2 separate regions of the Oryctolagus cuniculus genome follow, and region 2 is linked to region 1. Evidence: chromatin contacts called from public Hi-C data. All regions are on one chromosome and are shown on one strand. The core of a region is the stretch at or near the end of the contact, and the rest is flanking DNA. Distances in the headings are between cores, read along the strand shown. Region 1 holds the start of OR5B21 (olfactory receptor family 5 subfamily B member 21). Region 2 holds the start of BTBD18 (BTB domain containing 18).

Evidence for each region. A called contact is a pair of places that touch in the nucleus more often than the background predicts.
Region 2: a contact with region 1 is called in a Hi-C map of skin fibroblasts, with 4 times the contacts expected there. The contact joins the promoter of BTBD18 here to the promoter of OR5B21 in region 1. A contact is called at or near these places in 4 of 6 Hi-C or Micro-C datasets (ear pinna, embryonic fibroblasts, skin fibroblasts and 1 more).

What each region holds. Positions count from the first base shown.
Region 1 is chr1:13,628,870-13,634,239 of mOryCun1.1, reverse strand. OR5B21 (olfactory receptor family 5 subfamily B member 21) reads right to left here and starts at 2,152. Exons shown (of 2, transcript XM_008273279.4): 1 at 1,201-2,152; 2 at 185-287. The coding sequence starts at 2,093. The coding sequence ends at 185.
Region 2 is chr1:14,418,171-14,423,540 of mOryCun1.1, reverse strand. It overlaps BTBD18 (BTB domain containing 18), which reads right to left and starts at 2,490. Exons shown (of 3, transcript XM_070070152.1): 1 at 1,825-2,490; 2 at 551-1,671. The coding sequence starts at 674.

The DNA.
Region 1 (5,370 bases), core at 903-3,402:
TTGATATGTGAGAAGCAAAATTAATCACCACTCCCTTCCCACACACACACAATTGCGCACACCATCTAGCACATGAAATGAGACCTTAAAGTGGACTAGCACTGTGCGTCATTGTGCCATTCCCTATTTTAAGAAGTAAATTTCCATGCTGATTTTTTATTCTGGAACATCTAACCACCAAACATCAGAATGCAGTGGGGACCCAGAAGTGAGCTGAATTATTGAAAAAGTAAAAGCAAAACAGGCCCAGAAAGCTATTATGTGCATTCATAATAGATTTACCAAATTTAAGGGTGCTGAGAAATGCATTTATTTAATTTGGAAGACAAAAATCTCTTAATAGCCCTTGGAAATTTGTGGGATTTTTTTCCTCCAAATCTTCTGAAAGCTTTGTTAATTAAATTAGACAGAAGCCAGAAGCACGGAGCAGAATGCAGACTCTCTAAAGAAAGGTATGTTAATTCAAGTTCAGGTTTAAGCGCTTCATCTCATACACTTCTATGTACAAGAAAGCTTATTATTTTTTACTAAACATATCCTTACATATTCGTATGAGGAGTGGAGAATACAAAGGTGTCTGCCAAGTGAATGAGAGTAGGAACATGGGTAGGGATGGGAGGATAGGACATTGAAAAGATTTGATCTCAAATCACCCAACTCTTGGTCAAGTGCCCTGTCCTTCAAATTACAACCTTTTCTGAAACATTATTAAAAGTGTTGAAACATTCTTTGTTAGAAATTTTAGCTTTCAAACTCATGAACCAAAGAAATGAAAAACACAATACTGTGCATTTCAGTTGATAAATCTTATAAATAAGGATGTGATCCTTTCACCAAATTCAATGGCAAATGGAAATTTCTTACAATTGAAAATAAAAGACAGAAATTCAACACATTCAGTTGTGTGCTGTGGTCTTCTGCTTTAAACCACATCAAGAAATGAATGCACGAAGAGTTTAAATGTGCTATGCTGTTCGCTAAACGTAAGATCATCTTCCTGAGATATTTCCCAGTGTTGCTCCCTACAACTTCTCCTAGTGGCAGAAATAACCACTGTTGTTGGGGAAGAACTGAAATTTGCAAAACCTCAAAGTCATGAATGCATGTAGATCTGAGAGAAGGTTTATGCCTCAGCTGCCTGCCGACTTCCTACACACACTTAGAGACTGGGGGCAAAGTTTGTTCAGTAATTTCCAGAGAGCGTTTTTCACTTCTTTGTTCCTGAGACTGTAGATCAAAGGGTTTAGCATGGGAATCACCACAGTGTAAAACACAGATGCTATTTTGTCTGTGTCCATAGACTGGCCAGAGCTGGGCTGCAAGTACATGAAGATGATCGTGCCATAAAAGATGGAGACCGCAGTGAGGTGGGAAGCACAAGTGGAGAATGCTTTCTTCCGCCCTTCAGCAGAACGCATTTTTTGGATGGCGATGTATATGAAGAAGTAAGAGGTAAGGATGACCAGGAGTGTGAAAAAGACATTGAAGCCCACCACAGAGAAGACAACCAACTTGCTGATGTGTGTGTTGGAGCATGAGAGAGCCAAGAGAGGTGGAATGTCACAGAAAAAATGGTTAATCTCATTAGAACCACAAAAGGAAAGTCTGAAGGTGTCTGCTGCATGGATAGAGGCATTGAGGAAGCCACAGACATAGGAGCCAATAGTCAGGAGGGCACACACACTTGCTGTCATGGTGGTGGTGTAGTGAAGAGGCTTACATACTGCTGCATGGCGGTCGTAGGCCATGGAAGCCAAGAGGTAGCACTCTACAGTGGCAAAACCCACAAAGAAGAAGAACTGAGCCGCACAACCATTGTAGGAGATGACCTTGTTCCCTGATTGCAGTGCAGCCACCATCTTGGGAGCTACAGCTGAGGAATAACCCAGATCCACAAAAGAGAGGTTACTGAGGAAGAAGTACATTGGAGTGTGGAGATGGGAGTCTGAGTGGATGATCATCATCATCCCCCCATTCCCAACCAGAGTGATGAGGTAGATGAACAAAAATATCAGGAGGAGAGGAACCTGAAGATTGGGGTCATCTGTTAATCCCAAGAGGATGAACTCTGTCACTTCTGTGCTATTCTCCATTGAGGTCAACTGTAGGTTAGCCTGATGATTAAAGAAAATGAGTTAATAAAACTCAAATGAAAGAGGGGATGATGGGATAATAAAAATAGAAACCTTATATATATATATAATATATATATATAAAGCATGATACGTAAGACACACATGAGACTTTTCAACTGTATAATAGAATTTAATCTTAAGAGATATGAGCTATTACGCCTATTTTACAGATGAGAAATTTAGTGCTCAGGGAGCTTAATTTTTTTAACTTTTATTTAATAAATATAATATATAATAAATATATATAATAAATATAAATAATATAATAATAAATATAAATATAAATTTCCAAAGTACAGCTTATGGATTACAATGGCTTTTCCCCCCCATACCTTCCCTCCCACCCGCAATACTCCCATCTCCGTTCCCTCTTCCATTCCATCCACTTCAAGATTCATTTTCAATTATCTTTATATACAGAAGATCAACTTAGTATATATTAAGTAAAGATTTCAACAGTTTGCACCCACACAGAAACATAAAGTGTAAAATACTGTTTGAGTACCTGTTACAGCATTAATTCACCTTGAACAACACATTAAGGACAGAGATCCTGTGGAAGGTCTCTCCTCCCTTCAGAGAAAGGTACCTCCTTTGATGGCCCGTTCTTTCTACTGGGATCTCACTCACAGAGATCTTTCATTTAGGGTTTTTTTTTTTGTTTGGTTGGTTTTTTTTTGTTTTTTTTTGTTTTTTTTTGTTTTTTTTTTTCAGAGTGTCTTGGCTTTTCATGCCTATAATACTCTCATGGGCTCTTCAGCCAGATCTGAATGCCTTAAGGACTGATTCTGAGGCTAGAGTGCTTTTTAGGATATCCGCCATTCTATGAGTCTGTTGTGTATCCCGCTTCCCATGTTGGATTGTTCTCTCTGGGAACTTAGTTTTGAGCAACAGAATCTAATTAGTAGGCATCAAAATCAAAGTTCACCCATTTATATTTCTGAATCTAAAGTACACTTATTCAGAGCTTAAATTCTTCATGTTTACATCATATAAACACCTGTTGTGATGCAGATATTATATTACTGATTCAATTTTTAAAAATCAAAAAGACTTTGAAGTAAAAACTTACATCCATAATTTCTTATCTTTTTCATTCCACACCCAGTAGAACAACCTCACTAGAGATTTCCTGAAATTTTCTACGCACATATAACTAAATAGGATTAATTATAGAAATCAAAATAGTTTACTATTGTTCAATAGGTTTTACTTACATTGAACTTATTTAATTCTTATACCAACACTTTGGGACTGATTCTATTATTTTCCTCATTTTACACAAGAGAAACTGATAAAATGGCAAAACTGCACTTCTTCATTTCCAGCGCTTTACCTTTACATACAATGCTCCACGTTCCTTACACTAGGGGATTCCTAATGGGCTGCATATTTTACACATAGTCTTTTTCTGGCTATAATCAAATCCTAAATTTGAGTAGCATGGAAAGCTATAATTATAATATAATAGTAATGAAATAACAATGGACCAGATTCACATGACCGGTAAGTACAGGAAGTGATATTAAAGCCCTAGTCTATTTGATAATAAATCCAGAGTTCTTGAACATAATGTTTAATGTCTTTAGGAGTTTATCATTTAATAGGAGTTCACCCAAAATGGAGTATTGTATATATAAATATAAACATACATTTAATATAGAAGCATAAATTTTATACATATACTCAAATATATTTAATTCTTATACATGAATGTATATAAGTGTGCCAATCAGAAGTCTTTGTGGTTGATCCTGTTCACAACTAACACCTCCCTTTTCTATGCTTTCAAAGCTCTTGGATCTTGCTTGCTTATCACAAAGTTGGTTGGGCAACCATCCAGCTCCTAATCTAGCTCTAAGCCCCTTGGGGCACTGACTGTTTGTACCTCCTCTGGCCTGCCCTGACCCCTTGTGCATATGAATAAATATTTGGTTGATTGAATAGAACACTAATAGCTACATATTTAAATATTTTTCCATGCTATTTAGTTCTACCACAAACAGCCTATTGTTCTCTTGTCTAGCTGCAGTCCAAACTTCCTGCTATAATATTAGCTTAGACGTGTGGTATGAAAAATATTTGGAGGTAACAATGAGCTTGGAGATAGCCAGGTCTGAAGAAAGGCTTGTGTCCTAATTTTAGAGCCCATTCTCCCCCTACCCCACTTGGTGTTTTTCCTCAGCCTGAGGTGTTCACAGTCTTTCCCAGTCCCTGGTAGCAGAGAAGGCTCAGAAGAAGGAAGAGAGGAAATTGTGATAAGAGGAGGGAATGGGAAAACAAGGCCAAAAACTCTTCAGTTCTGCTTGATCTTATCTTACCTTGGAGAGCCATAGTGTTGACCCAATTGGCGAGAATTCCTTTTTTATAACACAAAAAGGAGACAGCTGGGCTTGCCCTATTTGGCTGGCCATTACTCACACAGGTGGTGTGACTGGTTTCGCAAAAACTGGCTCAGCCCATTTGGGACACACTGTTGGACAGGAGCATGATAATACTCCAATCCACAGTTTCCAGTTTTTCACCTTAATAAGAAAAGCTCCAGTGAGTACTCTTCCAGATGTCTGCTCATGCCTCTTTTTCCCTTAGAGTGAATTCCTAGAAGCTTCTATTTCTCAGCCTTTTTCTACTTGCTCATTGATTTCCATCCAGTAATCAACTCATTAGCTTTCTGATCAGCAGCACTCCGCATTACATTTATCCAGACATTTGTGGTTTTTTTTCTTTTGACTTTTGACATGTCAAAACTGAGTAGACGCAGTATCTCATAAACTGTGATAGGCAGTGTCCTTATCTTACATATTAGGAAGCTGATGTATGCAATGCCCTTCGAGATTGGACAACTGCTTAACTGTAAAATCTGTGCAGGCCTCCAAGGCAGATCCCCCAGCTTCCACACAAATGAGGTTGGGGGCTGGACAGCCTTTGTTGCAAGGAAGCTCCCCTATGTATTGTAAGATATCCAGCAGTTTCCCTTGCCTCTACCCACTAGATTCAGAAACCCAACTTTCCATCAATTTGTGACAACCAAAAATGTATCCAGATTTTGTCAAATGTCTCAAATGTTGCCCAAGGGTAACATTCCTCCAGGTTGAAAACCACTACTATGGAGTTCATAAAAGAAAAGGAAAACCATGGGTCTAGAGTTTATAAAACTTTTTTTCATGCACATCTTCATTTAATAATTGTATGATTTGACAGGTAGATTATATAGCAATATATATATGATAAAAAA
Region 2 (5,370 bases), core at 1,241-3,740, 790 kb before region 1:
CCCAATTACCTGAGCCATCACTGCTGTCTATCAGGGAATGCATTAATAGGAAGGTGGAGTCAGGAGCCAGAGCCTGGTATCAAATCCAGATACTCCGGTGTAGGACATGAGCATCTTAACTGGTGTTTTTATAATTATTATTATTATTCCATTTTATTTGAAAGGGAGAGAGAGAGAGAGAGAGAATCTTCCTTCTCTGGTTCACAGCCCAAATGCCCCCCAACTGCCAGGGCTGGGCCAGGACACAGCCAGAAGCAAGGGACACAATCCAGGTATCCCACATGGGTGGCAGGAACCTGAGTACTTGAGCCACGATCTGCTGTCTCACGTGCAGCGCATTATCCGGAAGCTGGTTTGGCTGTGGAGTAGCTAGGACATGAACCTAGACACTGATAGGGGATGCAAGTATCCCAAATGGCAACTTAGGTGCTGTGCCAAAAGCCAGCCCCTTAACAGGAATCTTAACCACTAGGCTAAACACCCACCACATACCTCCCATTTTATCTTATTTTATGGTGAGTTTTCAGTTCAGTCCCCACAAGTTTCTTACCTTCTGCCTGCAGAAGGACATCACAAAACACACCACTCTGCTGCTGGTGATGAAGCTGCAGAAAGGCTAACCGGAGGAACCGAGGGTTCCTGTAAAGGATTTTGGAACTGGCAGGAGAGCACATGTCGGTAGCTTCTTAATAAACCTAGGTTCTCACGGATCAGATTCCTGTAGGTAAGATTATACACTTCAGAAGCATTATGCCTAATTGTTTTTTTGTCTTTAAAATGGCAGGGACCTTTTTTAAAGTAAGAGAGAGAACTCAGGAGCAGCAGCCCAGAAGCTGTGCCAGCGGGATCTCAGGAAAGTGTATCATCATAGTGGTTACATGCAAGAGCTCAGAGATAGACTTGGGTTTGACTCCTGACACTGTTAGTTACTTGCGTAGTTGTATAATCTCATTCGAGGGACTCAGCATCCGAGTCTTAGTTTTCCTACCAATGAAATGGAAATAACAAAACTTACCTTGTAGGGCTGTTTTAAAATTTAAATGAGTCCGTGCAGGTAAAACCATTTAACATTGTGTGTGCCTGGCACAAAAGAACTGTCCTCTCCCAAAAGGCAACTATTATTGCCCTCAATCTTCCTCATCCACATTATCACAGAGACTGAAACGACACTGCTGGTTTCTCAGAGCATAAAGTCTCAGTTCCGTGGGTAAAATCCTCACTGAACACTTTTTAAAAACCACGAGGTATCAAGTCATCTCTAGGAACCCTATGTGCCTTTTCTCTGAGCACGCACTGCCAACACTAGCCAGCAGAGGGTGCACGACAAAGCAGAGACGCCCCTGAACTCCGCAGGAAGTTCGCTCAGAAAGGAGGATACTGCCACCCTCGGGTCAATGTCCTAGACCAAAGTTAAGCCTGACTGACCCTGGGACCTGGCCACGAGTTTGGCTTTTCATTTTGCCTGTCTAGTTAATTACCCGGCTGACAACAGAGTAAGGAGAGCTAAGCAGCCTGCCCCTCACCAAACAAACGATATTCTAACGTCGGGCCCACGACATTTCCAATTTTCCTTTGCACTGAAATCCCCACACTCACTGCACGGCTGTGTTCCTTTCCTGGCATGCAGTTTTTGTCAGGTGGCACTGAGGGTCTGGATAGTTCACGTCAAAACTATCAGGAAAGAAAAGAATTGAAAGGTCAATTCAGAGAGGGCAGGCTCAATGCCAATTCCAGCAAGAGACATGGGTGAAGGGTGGCTGCCGCGCAAGGGCCCTGGGGAAGCTTCCCAAACACCAGCCGCCTGGCCCAGCCCCCAGACCCAACCTGGGATAGCCTTGCTGTAGGATCTGCTGCTCTGTGCACTTTCTGTGCTTAGGTCCTCTGTCCAGCCTGCCTTGCCTCCTCCCTATGGCCAGCTTCGCACCGACAGAGTGCGCCAAGCAGCGCAGGTGGGCCCACGGCCCCGGGTGGGTCTCTTCCCCGGCCAGAACCACAGAAATCGGGGCTGGCGGAGAAAGCACGGCTTCAGGGAAGGCCCTGCAGAGCTGGGTGTCCCGAACGCTCCGGGTGCCCCGGGCCCAACTCCTTTGAAAAGAGACCTCTCGGCGCAATGGTTTCTGGGAATGGAGCCTGGGCAATCCCGGAGGGCCGAACTCAGCGCTGTCCCTCACGGCCACCTGTGGCCGCAGAGGCTTTGCAGTCACCCCCCTGGAGCTCTCCGTGCCCACATGCACTGGGCAGTGGTGACAGCGAGGGCCCGAGGCCACGCGACCCACACCGCACACCACGCGCCGCCGCCCTCGCGCACGGCGCGACGCGGGGCCGAAGGTCCTTCCTCCTCCCCGAGCCCTCGGGCCTACGCCTTCCTGAGTACGTCATCCCCATTGGCCGAAGGCCCCGCGGAGAACCAATCAGAGGAGGAGGAAAGCTTTGGGCGGGAGACTAAGTCTCGAGGGACTTGGCTGAGGGAAGATGGCTGGGCTGCTGCAAGAGGTAGGGGGAAGGGCCCTTTACTGAAACCGCGTTCATCTTTGGTCCTGGATGAAGGCACACCAAAGAGGGGGTCGGGATACCCCTTTAGGGTGGGTTCCGAGGCAATTGAAAGATGCCTCCGTCTTCCCCTTGAAGAGGCTGCAAATGGTTTTAGCCGTGCTGAGAGCTTGCCGGGCTTCGTGGAGGAAGAAGCCTCAGAATGAGCTGCTGACTGACCCGTTAGTGCTGATACTTTAATCTAGACATGTCTGAACACTAGAAATGTTCTGGAACAAGGTTATTGGGCAAGTTTCTGAATTTGGTTTTTTTCCCCAGAATCCCGCTCCAATCCTGAATCTCAAACCCATAACCCGAGAGAATTGTAGAAACTTCTCCCTGGAGGGGTCTGCTGTGACCGTCCTGAGACCTTTTATGTACTTCGGTTCTTGACTGGAAACACCTTTTTTCAGAGATGATACTAAAAGTTAAATGATCCAAATTTATCATTTATATAGGGAATGCCAACTCACAGTACAAATCTGGTCAGTAATTTGGCCTGTGTGTTTTACTCTCCCTCGGTAGTTGTCAGTTAATGTCCAGCTCTGGGAGAAAAGGGCTGGATCCAAGGTTTTGGTAACAAAGTGCGGTTAATTAAAGCCAAGCAGCGTTCGCTGTTGCCAGCTGCAGGTGGTAGAAAGGAATTTGCCTAAGAAAGGACAAAATGTGGGGGTGAGTAGTATCATGTGCTCAATATGTCTTTATTGATACCTAACACCTTTTCAAAAAGGACTTGAGGGGCTGGCGCTGTGGCGTAGCGGGTTAAGCTGCCGCCTGCAGTGCAGGCATCCCATATAGGTGCTGGTTTGGGTCTCGGCTACTCCACTTCTATCTATCTATCTATCTATCTATCTATCTATCTATTTGACAGATAGACAGTGAGAGAGAGAGAGACAGAGAGAAAGGTCTTCCTTCCGTTGGTTCACCTCCCAAATGGCTGCTATGGCCGGCGCTGTGCCGATCTGAAGCCAAGAGCCAAGTGCTTCTTCCTGGTCTCCCATGCGGGTGCAGGGCCCAAGCACTTGGGCCATCCTCCACTGCCCTCCCGGGCCATAGCAGAAAGCTGGACTGGAAGAGGAGCCACCGGGTCTAGAACCCAGTGCCCATATAGGATGGCGGCGCCGCAGGCGGAGGATTAACCAAGTGAGCCATGGCCGGCCCCGGCTGCTCCACTTCTGATCCAGCTCTCTGCTATGGCCTGGGAAAGCAGAGCTAGAATTGGGAGCAGAGCCAGGACTTACAGCAAGGTGCTACTGAGTGCAATGCAGGCATTGTGAATGCCATCCTGATCGCTTCACCCAATGCTCATCCCATATATATATATATATATGTATATATATATATATACTTTCTATACTATATATATAGTATAGAAAGGATTTGAGATAATGAACTGAAATGGTTCAGGAAGTGTGCTTCCAAGTCAGGCAATATTTTCCTTACTTTGAATCCTGTGATCTTTAAGATGGAAAAAGAAACAGGGAACACAAAACATTTTCAGTTGCCATTGTATTTTGAAGAGGAAGCAGTGTTTGTGAAAGGATATAAAACTTAGCAGGAGGAGGACAGATTTCAGTTGTCAGCAGCACACACATGCGTGCACACACACACAAGTGAGCAAGGCAAACAATGGTGTGTGGCATCTGTTACTGTAGAGTGAAGACTTGATTGAGCAGGTTGAGTACTAGCATAACGCTAGTATACTATACTAGTATAGATGAGAAATATTACTATATCTTTATGTTAATATACTGCCATCAGGGCTACATTAATTTTCCAGTAGACAGAACTCTTTTTTTTTTTTTCAGTCCAATACCATTTTAGTTGAATCTGTGTTCGTAGAGTTTCTGAGAGGACTGATACATGGCTAACCTATCCAAGGTTTCAAACATGAAAAATTCTCTATGGCAGGGTGTAGCCACCAGAGGGTAGAAAAGAGTAAAAATCTTTTGTTTTTATTTTCATGGATAACCAGTGTTCTGTTGGAGTTGAAATTTTTCCATTTCTTCTTGGCATTTAAATTTTTAGTCTATTTTAGAACTGGAGTCATCGCAGCATGGCATCCTACTGTATATAATAATTTTTAATATTTCTTTTTAAAACCCGTTTTTTACCTGGCATAGCTCTTCCCTAATTGCTTCACCATTTTATGGTATCTTGTTTCTGTGTGTTTGTGTGTAGGGTTATGGTTGTGGGTAGGGAAGTTAAACTTTGAGGGTTGTAAAACTGAGCTGTGGGCCAGCGCTGCGGCTCACTAGGCTAATCCTCTGCCTGTGGCGCCGGCACACCAGGTTCTAGTCCCGGTTGGGGCGCCGGATTCTGTCCCGGTTGCTCCTCTTCCAGGCCAGCTCTCTGCTGTGGCCAGGGAGGGCAGTGGAGGATGGCCCAAGTGCTTGGGCCCTGCACCCGCATGGGAGACCAGGAGAAGCACCTGGCTCCTGGCTGCGGATCAGTGCAGCGCTCCGGCTGTGGCGGCCATCTGGGGGGTGAACCAATGGAAGGAAGACCTTTCTCTCTGTCTGTCTCTCTCTCACTGTCTAACTCTTCCTGTCAAAAAAAAACAAAACAAAACAAAACAAAAAAAAACCAAAAAACAAAAAAACAAAACTGAGCTATGAATGTTATGTCCCATGTATCAGAACAAAACAATGAAAGAAACAAAACCAAGCCTGTATGTATAAAATATCTCTTCAATTTATTGACATATTTTTATTGCTGTGCTAACCCATATCACCATCACTACAACCTGATCAGTGCATTAGTATTCAAACTAATTTTGCACCTTCTTTAATCCATTTGTTGCATAAATCCATTTAGTAGATCTTTTCAAAATGTGATTTA